2 separate regions of the Canis lupus genome follow, and region 1 is linked to region 2. A link is a contact called in public Hi-C data. All regions are on one chromosome and are shown on one strand. The core of a region is the stretch at or near the end of the contact, and the rest is flanking DNA. Distances in the headings are between cores, read along the strand shown. Region 1 holds the start of MICU1 (calcium uptake protein 1, mitochondrial). Region 2 holds the start of DNAJB12 (dnaJ homolog subfamily B member 12).

Region 1 (5,440 bases), core at 644-3,143, 260 kb after region 2:
AATAATATAAGACCTGAAGGGTCACTTAAATCTTTCAGTTATAGTGTACGTAATATTGCATTATGGGAGAAGTTATATACCATTGTTTATTCTTAAATATAGGAAAATCAGTCTCTGGGGATGTAAAAAGTCTACTGAATACAGTAATTATAAAGGAAGAGAGCAATACACGCTTTTGTTCTGTTGCTTTTGTTAGCTTCTATCATTCTTTCCCTTTCTTCCCAAGCACAGAACCCACTCCTGAATCTTCACTTTCTGTTAGTATTACTCTGTTTTATAATCCTCAGTAAAGACACTTGGAAGGCTTCATTGACACTTTCTTGGCATAATTGATGGCCAGGGTGACGTTCTTTATTTTTTTCTTCAAACTTTTATTTAAACTCTAGTTCACATACACTGCAATACTGGTTTCAGGAGTAGAACTCCGTGATTCATCACTTATATACAACACCCAGCGCTCTTCATAACAAGTGCCCTCCCTAATACCCATCCCTAACTAGCCCATCCCCCACCCACCTCCTTCCAGCAACCCTGTTCTCTTATCTTTCAGAGTCAGAGTGATGTTCCTAAAGTGGAAGAAATAATCACCTATCAAGAGCGACGATACAGAGCAGCTGGAGGCCAGAGCCATCCTCTCACGAACTAATGGCAGGTTCTAAAAAGTTTGTTAAGATAAGGTGATACTCAACAAGCTCATTAACTTGTCCAACACCGGAAAGACAGCATGTAGGTCATCCTGGACAACACCTCTGCCTCAAGATGTGGACGTTTTATTAACTAGTCAGATGGATTAACTTAATTCTAAACCTTAACTCTCCCACGTCTGTCAACCCCAACTTTGTCTGCAAAAAAACTCCTTTCTTCCGCTAGGTCGCAAGCACACATGACCCGAGGGATGCTTCAACATAAAGGTGTATCCAAACCACCCAAAACACTGAAATAAAAACACTGATAAAAGTAACCAAGACAACGGGTCTTTTCCGGGTACCGCGAGGGGAGTATTTTACTGTATTCCCTTAGCCACAGATTGGTTATTCTGTTTACATTTAAAAAGACCTACAATAGTTTTCCGGCGATTGAAAGGAAAAGAAAGCCCAAGACTGCAGGGACAGCAGGTTAAGGCACAGCCTGTTTTGGACTCTTCTCTCAACAGGCACAGGGGCAGTAACGCCCTCGGGGGGCCGGCGTGGGGCGCGGGAGGGCCAGAGCCGGAAGGCGCCCGGAAACATAAAGACTTAGCAGTCCCAGCCGGCTGCGCTCGGTTCTGCTCCTTCGGGTCCCCGCTGATCTTCTACTTTTTTTTTTTTTAAATGCTTACTATTCCCACCAACAAGAGACCTGAGTGTAAACTCCATCACCCACTTCCATCCGCGTCCACCGGTCAAGCCCGCCTGCCGCCGGGGAGAGAGAACGCCGGCGCCCGAGTGACCCCGGCGGCTGCGAACTCGGTCCTGGGACCGAGATCTCCCGGGACAGCGAAAAGGGACGCGGTTAGCTGAAGGGAAGCACGGGAAAAGGGGGCACGGGAAGCAGACGCCACTACGCGCTCCTCGCAGGCCCCTGAGCCGAGAGCGTGAGGGAAGACAGCGCTGCCGCCAGACCCGAAGTCGCCGCATCCCAGAGCCCACAAACGGCCGGCCCGGGAGGTCGGATCCCTCAGGCGGTTTCGCCCTGCCTTTCCTCTCGACTTCCCTAAATGGCTGTCCCTTCACACCCTTCAGAGTCCAGGACTCACCTGTACGCACCCGGGCTGCAGACGCTCTGGGGTCAAAGCCGCCCACCTCTACCGACCATAGAGACGAAACACCAGCGGAGAGAAACCTCCACCTCCGCCGCCCCCTCTCACGTGACTCTCCTAGTCGCTGCGACTGTTGGGATAGTGGCGAGATACGTGTGGGGCGGGGCTCGGAGAATCCGCCCCGCCCCCGGCCTCGGGCCCCGCCCCCGGCCTCGGGCCCCGCCCCCGGCCTCGGGCCCCGCCCCTGCCTCGGCCCACGCCCCGGCCTCGGGCCCCGCCCCCTCGGCTTTAGGCCCCGCCCCGGCCTCGGGCCCCGCCCCCTCGGCTTTAGGCCCCGCCCCGGCCTCGGGCCCCGCCCCCCGACTTCAGGCCCCGCCTCCTCCTCGGACACCGCCCCCGGCTTCAGGCCCCGCCCCCGCCTCGGGCCCCGCCTCCTCGGTGTTAAGGCGGGAAAGCGCGAGGGCTCGCAGAAACTCTGCCTTTCCCTCTAGCACCCAGTTCCCAACACACACAGAGCGTACCCACCAAGTGTCCGTTAAATTGAATTTTTTGTGCCTGCTGCCACGTCGCTGGTACTCATTTACGTGTTGACTAAGTACAAGGGAGACAGTGAAAAGAAAACTGGACCGCAGTAGCTTGAGAATTGTTCCTTTCGAACTGTATCTAGGTTTAGACTTCTAGTAAAATGTCCCCATCTGTGACCTTGAAGCTTCTTTGAATTTAGGAACCTCACCACTTCCTCTACTCTGTGGGTTTTCCAGCTGTTCTCTTTAGTAGTAACACCGTGGGAGAGTTTAGCCGCTAAGCTGCTAAGAATGTGTTTTTCTCCGAAGATGTTGCTGTCTTATTTGGGGATGGAAAAGGATCGTCTCTCCTGCTATGAAAATAGAATACAAATGCTTTGATTATGATACCAGAGGATTTTTCAAATAAAAAATTCCTCTTCAAGGGTTTCCCTGGCAGAGCTGTGAAAAAAAAGGCCACAACCATGGAAACAAAAGGCGTCGGACTGGGGTCAAATCACCGGGTTAAATTGTGAAGGAGCAACTATTTTCTCCCTTTCTTTTCAGATGACACCCTTTCCCCACTAACCTAAGAAAAATCATTGTGGGGATCCCTGGGTGGCGCAATAGCTTAGCGCCTGCCTTCAGCCCAGGGTGTGATCCTGGAGTCCTGGGATCGAGTCCCACGACAGGCTCCCTGCATGGAGCCTGCTTCTCCCTCTGCCTGTGTCTCTGCCTCTGTGTGTGTGTGTGTGTGTGTGTGTGTGTGTGTGTGTGTCTCATGAATAAATAAATGAAATCTTTAAAAAAAAAAAAAAGAAAGAAAAGAAAAAGAAAAATCATTGTGATCCTGACACTGTGCTAGCACTTTACAGACAACCCAATGTTTATTTACAACTACCCGGTGAGATGGATAAATTTGTATTCAATGGCAGGTGGAGAAGTGGGCTAGGACTCTAGGTAATGCAGTCAGTTCTGCTAAGGGAACTAAGTCCTCATCTGAGCACACCAAGGTCTGGACTCTGAAGCAGCATTCTGTTGTCCCCAGATCTACCTGCCACAGTGGTTAAGATGCTTCTCAACTATCAAAATAACCTTCCCATGCATTGAGAGTCTATTCACTGTGAAGTGAAAACTCTGATCAAGAAATCCTTCCCCATTTCTTAGCAGGCACTCATCATGGTATCCTTCCCAGGCAGCATGTCAATGAACTTTCATAATGGACATTTCAAGTTCTGTTATTTACAGATTCTGTTAGATTACAATGGAACAACTTGGGGGTCCCATAGAACCTTAAGTAGAAGCTAAGTCAACCATTTCTCAGAACTAGGAAAAAAGGAAGTTTAATCACCATTACATAAATGTTGAACAAAAATCCATTAATAAGAGTTGGTGTAATTTAATCTAATTTTGGGCAATATTTGTCTATGTAAAACTAAATAATGTGCAAAAACATAAATCACTGGCTCTCCAGCTTGTTGGTCTTTTTAGACCCCTTTACTTTCCTAAGAATTATTGAGGATTCCAAGCAACTTTTGGTTATGTGTACTATACCTATAAATACTTAACATGTTAGAAATTAAAACTTAACATATTAGGAATTAGAATTAATGGGCATTAAAAAATAACAAGCCCATTATATGCTGATATAAATAACATTTTTAGGATAACTATATTTTCAAAAAACGTAGAAGAGCAGTATGATTTTATATTCTTGCAAATTTTTTTAATGTCCAAGTTATAGAAGACAACTAATTTTTGTATCTTTTCTTCATCAATCTGTTTCTTTTTTTTTTTTTTTTTTTTAAGATTTTATTTGCTTATTCTTGAGAGACAGAGACAGGCAGAGACAGAGGCATAGCCTGATGCGGGACTCCATCCCAGGACCCCAGGATCATAACCTGAGCCAAAAGCAGATGCTGAACCACTGAACCACCAAAGTGTCCCTTCATTAATCTGTGTTGATACACATATCGTGTAGCCTCTGGAAGACTCCACTGTACACTCAGAGAATGAGAGTGATAAAGACAAATAACAGCTTATTACTAGGGAAAAAGTCTTGACTTTATGGATCACCAGAAAGAGTTTCAGGAACCTCAGGACTCCTTGGACCACGCTTTGAGAGCTGCTGTTTTATACCATAGACATATCAACTACTATTTTCTTTTTGTCTAGTCGTTGGCAATAAATAAAACATGTAGTAGAAAGAGGAACAAGACAGAAAATTTATAGACTAGATGAATCATAAATGTGGACATTCTTAATTTTTCAAAAGCATAGAGTAAGTTAGAATTCAGGGTTATAACTGAAAACAATTACTTCTGCATTAACAATCAGACCACCAATCCAATACTCTTTCAGACTGCTGCGCAAAGTAGCTCCTCTCGCATGAATGTAGAATATCCCTCACGTGAGTTTGTATTCCATGCACAAACTAGATATTAAGATTCCAATAAAATTTGAAGTCAAAATTCTTGTTCTAAGCATATATCAAATGCCCATTATATGCAAGGCTCATAATAGGTGCTGGGCTTATAAAAATTTATAAGCACAGTTCCTGCCCTTGGGCAGCTTGTTTGTATAATGAGACTTACGTCCTGGAATAAATATATATTTTGTCATATCCAATAATTCCCAAATCAGTTTAATGATCAAAGTCTCAGAATTATCTTGGGAGATTTTTAAAATATAGATTCTTGGATCATGAGATATACAGTTTAAGTAGAACAGGGTGGGGCTCAGGAATTTCAATTTTTAAAAAGTGACCCAGGTGATTCCCATACAATGAGAAATACCTGCAACAAGCAAATGAATTTGACCTTTGTTCCTGGTACCTTAACACCTAAAACATGATAACTTTATTTCATCTTCAATATTTCAATAGTATGTATTGTTGAAAGATCTGTGTTATCAAGAGACAGAATACATATTCAATTTCATTCAGTTAAAATCGAAATTGATGTACTTATTTCAAGCATTTTATAGTTCATTTGCCTTTATCATATAAAAATGGTAATATGACATGTTACCACAGAAGTTTTCAACATATCTCACCACTATTAAAAAGCAAAACATCTTTGCAACAAGCATCTGACTGCAGAAAGTGTTATTTTATACAGTTTGGATTCAATTTATTTAAAATGAATTCAATGAGACATCCCATGTTTCATTACACTTATCTTCAGGGTTCCACAGATTA
Region 2 (5,271 bases), core at 149-2,648:
CTTCTGACCTCAGGTCTTACTACACACTATCTTGCTGGTATGAACCCTGTATTTTTTTTTTAAGATTTTATTTATTTATTAATGAGAGAGAGAGAGAGAGAGAGGCAGAGACACAGGCAGAGGGAGAAGCAGGCTCCATGCAGGGAGCCCGACATGGGACTCGATCCCTGATCCCCGGTCTCCAGGATCACACCCTGGGCTGAAGGCGGCGCTAAACCGCTGAGCCACCCGGGCTGCCCATAATGGACTCTTTTTTTAAAAAGATTGTATTTATTTGAGAGACTGAAAGAGAGCGCAGGAGCGGGGAGGGGCGGGGGCGGGGGCGGGGGGAGAAGCAGGCTCCCCGCCGAGCGCGGCTCGATCCCAGGACCCTGGGGCCGTGACCTGGGCTGCAGGCGGCCGCCCCTGGACCCCCCGTTCCTCCTCTCGGGCTTGTATTACGAAGAGCTTCCTTGAAGTCTTAGGTTAACGAAGAAGAGGGTTCCTGGGCGGCGTGAGAGGCGGAGTAGTCGCGACAACCTTCCGGGTCCCTCCCAGGTGGAGGCCCCGCACCTCGCAGCAGGTGCAGAGGGTCCAGGAGGGTCCAGGAGGGGCGGCGGGGGAAGGGCAGGCTCCAGTTTCGGGGGGGGGGCGCTCCCCGGCCCGCGCCCCGAGACATGCCAGGGAGGGACGGCAGGAGGACGCCCTCCCGGGCCGTGCGGAGGCCAGAAGCCCCGCTTCCCGCCCCAGAAGCCATTCTCTCCGCCAGAGCAGTTCTGTTTATTTTGCTAAACTGTAACATTTCCCAGGCCGCCGACCGGCCCCGGGCCGCCGAATGGCCCCTTGGGAAAAGTAGTCCGACTCGGCTTCCAGGTTAAGTTCGCCCCCCCTCGCCCGCCGGCGCCCCTCGTCCTCGGGAACTCTGAATCGCACGGAGTCCCACAAACACCCCGAAACTTGAAGTCGCGGCCGCCCCTGTCATCAGGTGTCCCGCGTCCCGGAGAGGCGTGGGAATCAAAGACTACACCTCCCAGCGGCCCCCGCGCGTCTCAGTGCGCAGGCGTAGCCGCGCCTAGCTCCCCTCCCCCCTCCTCCAACTGCTCCCCTCGGTCCGTTCCCGTATTCCCCCCATCAGTTCTAATGTCCCCTCTGCCTCTCCGGCTCTTCACACTCACCGCGGACTCGCGGCGTCGGGTACAGCCGCTGCGCCTTCTCCAGGAAGCGGAGCGCCCGGTCGGGCTGGTTGCTCTGGATGGCCTTGAGGGCGATGCTAATACAGCGCTCGGCTTCATCCTTGTTGGATTCCATGGCGGAACCAGAGCGCGGAACCAGGGAGGGGGAGGCCGGGCGAGCGGAGGGCTGCGCCAGCCGCCGGCACGTCGCGGGGCAGGCGGGCGCAGGGTGATGACACAAACCCCCTCGCCCCTCCTTTCCCGAGATTTGAGCGAGAGTTGAGCGAGGGCGGAAGTGCTACCGTATGTCTCCTAAGAGGGGCGCGGCTAGGAGAGGTATTGCCGAGGGTGCGTGCCCAACCATCCTGGGTCATGCTGGGGCCCCTGAAGTGGACCATGTGCTTGCGCGTTCTTGGAAGTGACTCTGTGGCCTTGAGCCGAAGGTCATTTATCGATTTCGTCCAACAGGCATTTGCCAGGCTGGGTGTGCGCAGTGGTGAGCACCACGGAGCCCTGCCCTCATAGAACTTACGCTCTGGTTGGGGGGCGGGAGATGGAGATGCTCAGGTGGGGACAGGTGCTGTGAAGAAAATGAAGGGACTAGAGAGCGGGAGGTGCTATTTTAAGTAGGCTGATGAGAAAAATCTCTCAGAAGTTGGCATTCTAGGGATCCCTGGGTGGCGCAGCGGTTTGGCCCCTGCCTTTGGCCCAGGGCACGATCCTGGAGACCCGGGATCGAATCCCACGTCGGGCTCCCGGTGCATGGAGCCTGCTTCTCCCTCTGCCTGTGTCTCTGCCTCTCTCTCTCTCTCTGTGTGACTATCATAAATAAAATAAACTGAAACTTAAAAAAAAAAAAAAGTTGGCATTCTAAAAAAAGAAAAAAAAAGAAGTTGGCATTCTAACAGAAATCTGAATCCAGGACAAAGAGCGGGTATTCCAGATACGACTTTATTTATTTATTTTTCTTTTTTTTAAGATTTGATTTCCTTATTAGAGAGAGAGAGCGCACAAGCAGGGGAGCAGGGCAGAGGGACAAGAAGGTCCCCCCCCTCCACCCCCGAGCAGGGAGGCTGATGGATGGGGGCTCCTTGCCGGGGCCCCAGGATCGTCACCCGAGCCAAAGGCGGTTGCTTAGCCGACTGAGCCACCCAGGCGCCGCCCTCCTCCCCCCCCCCCCCCCATGGGACCGTTTGCAGGGAGGGGTGGTCCAGGCTGGAGGAAGAGCTTGCAAAGGCTCTAGTCCTGGGAACTTTCTCGATGAGTTACTACTGGATCCCCCCCGGAGAAGCATGCGGGCTTACCCTGGAGAGCGGAATTGGCCACCGCTCCAGTGAAAGCCGCCCCGGCCGGGTTCCCGGCCCGCGTCGCCAGCTCGGCTGGTCGGGTCTCAGCCCCTCTCTGGGGCTTTCCCGCAGGATGTGGGAAGAGGCCCCCTGCTCTAACCCAGGCGGGGATGAAGGGTAACTCGGATGATCAGGGCGACGGCGGCAGTGGTGAGTAGTCGTCGACCTCTAGATGTGGTTTTGCAGACACACGTCAGAATGAGTTTGTTCACTGCTGGATGGGATGTGGGACTGAGGAAGAGGGCTGTCGAGCCTGATTTCAGGCTTTGGGGCTGGGCAGTGAAGGAACAAAGCCCGCCTTTACTGCAGCAAGAGAAGCTGGGGGAAGCCGGAGAGGAGTTTGGTAGAGGGGATAGGAGATGTCTGGTTTAGGGCGTGTTAGGTTTGTGATGCCTTTACTTTTTTTTTTTTTAAGATTTTATTTATTCATGAGAGACAGAGAGAGAAAGAGAGGCAGAGACACAGGCAGAGAGAGAAGCAGGATCCATGCAGGGAGCCTGATGCAGGACTCGATCCCAGGACCCCGGGGTCACACCCCAAGTCCAAGGCAGATGCTCAACCACTGAGCCACCCAGGTGGCTCATTTAGTCATTTAATTAATGATTTAATGATGAAATCACTTAATTGGGCAAGAGATTTTGGTAATGCAGGAGACAGGGGAGACAATTACAGGAGTAGGCGGGGGTAGGGCATCTGGGGCACAAGTGAGGGGACAGCTTTAGATAGCTGTATGGTCGACTCCAGATTTTCAGGAGGGAAGGCAGCGTGGCTCGGTATACTGCAGGCCAGCTGGTAAAATTGGAAGTGGGAACATAAGGAAGTTCTTTTCAAATAGCTTTTATTTTCTCAGTGTAATAAGAAACAGGACATCCTTGGCTCTACAGGCTCACTCCTTGGAAGTCTCTTCACCTCCAGCTTTCCTTTCCGTTCCCACAGTTCCCTTCTTAATGCAAACACTTACAGACCGACCGCCAGCTGGCCTGCCAGAGAATAGCCTGATGGCGGAGGCATCAGCCCCTCTTTTTTTTTTTTAAGATTTTATTTATTTATTCATGAGAGACCCAAAGAGAGAGGCAGAGACAGAGGCAGAGGGAGAAGCAGGCTCCATGCAGAGAGCCCGACGTGGGACTTGACCCTGGGACTCCAGGATCACACCCTGGGTGGAAGGCAGTCGCTCAACTGCTGAGCCACCTGGGCGTCACAGCACTTCCCTAATAAGACAGCCCTACCCTTGGAGAAAAGATCTCCAAAGATTGACCGGTCCCTAACATATGTTAATGAATAAATACTAGGACACCCTTCATCTCGCCTTTGTGAGGTTTGTTGACCTAGGACTGCCAGGCCAATCGTCCCCTCTTCTGCTGAGTATCACGAAGTCTCCTCTTTCGTTTCCTGAGTATCACGGGGCCCCTCTTCTCCGGCCGACCACAGGTGCTTCACTTTGTGAAGGGGGCACTTGTGTAAAAGAAGGCCTGTAAGTTCATTGCATTAAGGGATTGGGCTGTGATTGCCCAGCCGCTGGCTGGCGAGCCCTCTTTTTCTTTCCTGCAACACATAAAAATGACAAAATGTTACTTAAATTTAGAGTCTGTGGTCAGTAATTTGGCTCGGTTGGCAGGGTCTGGAGCAGTCAGATGCTGAAGAGACAGGCTGAGTGTGTGTATGTCGTAGGGCTGCTCTGTGCCTTATTTTCTGCATTCTTCTCCTTCCTTCCTTTCTGCAGCTGAGCTGGGTCTCTGCATTGTTTCCATTCAGAAAGGCTTTGTTCTTTCAGAAGGGATTATAAACTGTCTGACTGCTGGCCTAACCAGCCTCCATGTCACGGCTCCCTACCTTTCTTGTAGATCTCAAACTGGGTGTATTGTTTTTCATCTGAGGCATTGACTCTCTATGGGTCCTTCTCAGTCCAAAGGCCAGGACGGGAGCCACACTTCTGCTCAGTTCAGGTTAGACATTATGGTCCTTGGTCTATCGGTTTTGTTTAAAAACGGAACTGGTAGGCCAGCTTGAAATTAGTTTCTCCTTGATAGTTCTTGAAATCAAGATGTCATGATTTTGATCCAAGGGAAAAATTGGAAAGGTCTCCCCTGACTAGCTGGGATCCTGGTATTTGTGGGAGGGTAAGGCTCAAAAAGAGTGGAAAAAGAAAAAAGTTCTTAATTGCCTCCACAGATACCCAGGAGAAGTCACTGGGGAAATCAATCCCCAAATGAATCTCAGCATCTCCCCATTTTGCTTCTAGAGCTGACACCATCCTTGTATTAGATGACCAGTAGCCTCTGTATTTCCCTCCTCTGGGGGCACCAAGAATTCACAGTCTGACCTTAATAAGCTTTAATCTCCTATTGTCTCCTCTCCATCTCTACTAAGACATTTCACCCCAACCCTATCTATCTGACTGTCCTCCTAAATTATCTTTCCCATTGGCCACACAAACCTGTTCTTCCAGGCTCAGCTTCAGCTCCATCTCTGCAAAGAGGTAGGATTAATTTAACAGGCAGATGTCTATATGGAAAGCCAGGCCCTGTGCAGAATTTGAGGGATTCAGAATGCACTATGTCTAAAGGACAGTGCCTGACCTCAGGGAACTCACAGTCCAGTAGAGGAGCTCGACAGTAAAAAGCGAGAGGACAGTGTGGCAAGTACAACAGTGGGATTGTGGGTAAGCTCCGGAGAAGGCTCAGAAGAGGGAGTTGCTAGTTGCGTGTGTGGGGTCTGAGATGACATCTGAGACAAGATCTGAGGCTGAGAAGGGGCCTCCTCCTTTGTGAGTC

Evidence for each region. A called contact is a pair of places that touch in the nucleus more often than the background predicts.
Region 1: a contact with region 2 is called in a Hi-C map of blood, with 2.5 times the contacts expected there. The contact joins the promoter of MICU1 here to the promoter of DNAJB12 in region 2. A contact is called at or near these places in 3 of 9 Hi-C or Micro-C datasets (amygdala and blood).

What each region holds. Positions count from the first base shown.
Region 1 is chr4:23,974,118-23,979,557 of UU_Cfam_GSD_1.0, forward strand. MICU1 (calcium uptake protein 1, mitochondrial) reads right to left here and starts at 1,894. Exons shown (of 12, transcript XM_038534294.1): 1 at 1,746-1,894.
Region 2 is chr4:23,716,230-23,721,500 of UU_Cfam_GSD_1.0, forward strand. It overlaps DNAJB12 (dnaJ homolog subfamily B member 12), which reads right to left and starts at 1,399. Exons shown (of 8, transcript XM_038534300.1): 1 at 1,155-1,399. The coding sequence starts at 1,287. LOC111095481 (a long non-coding RNA gene) reads left to right here and starts at 827. Exons shown (of 3, transcript XR_005357954.1): 1 at 827-1,647. LOC119871471 (a long non-coding RNA gene) reads right to left here. Exons shown (of 2, transcript XR_005357956.1): 2 at 3,319-4,042.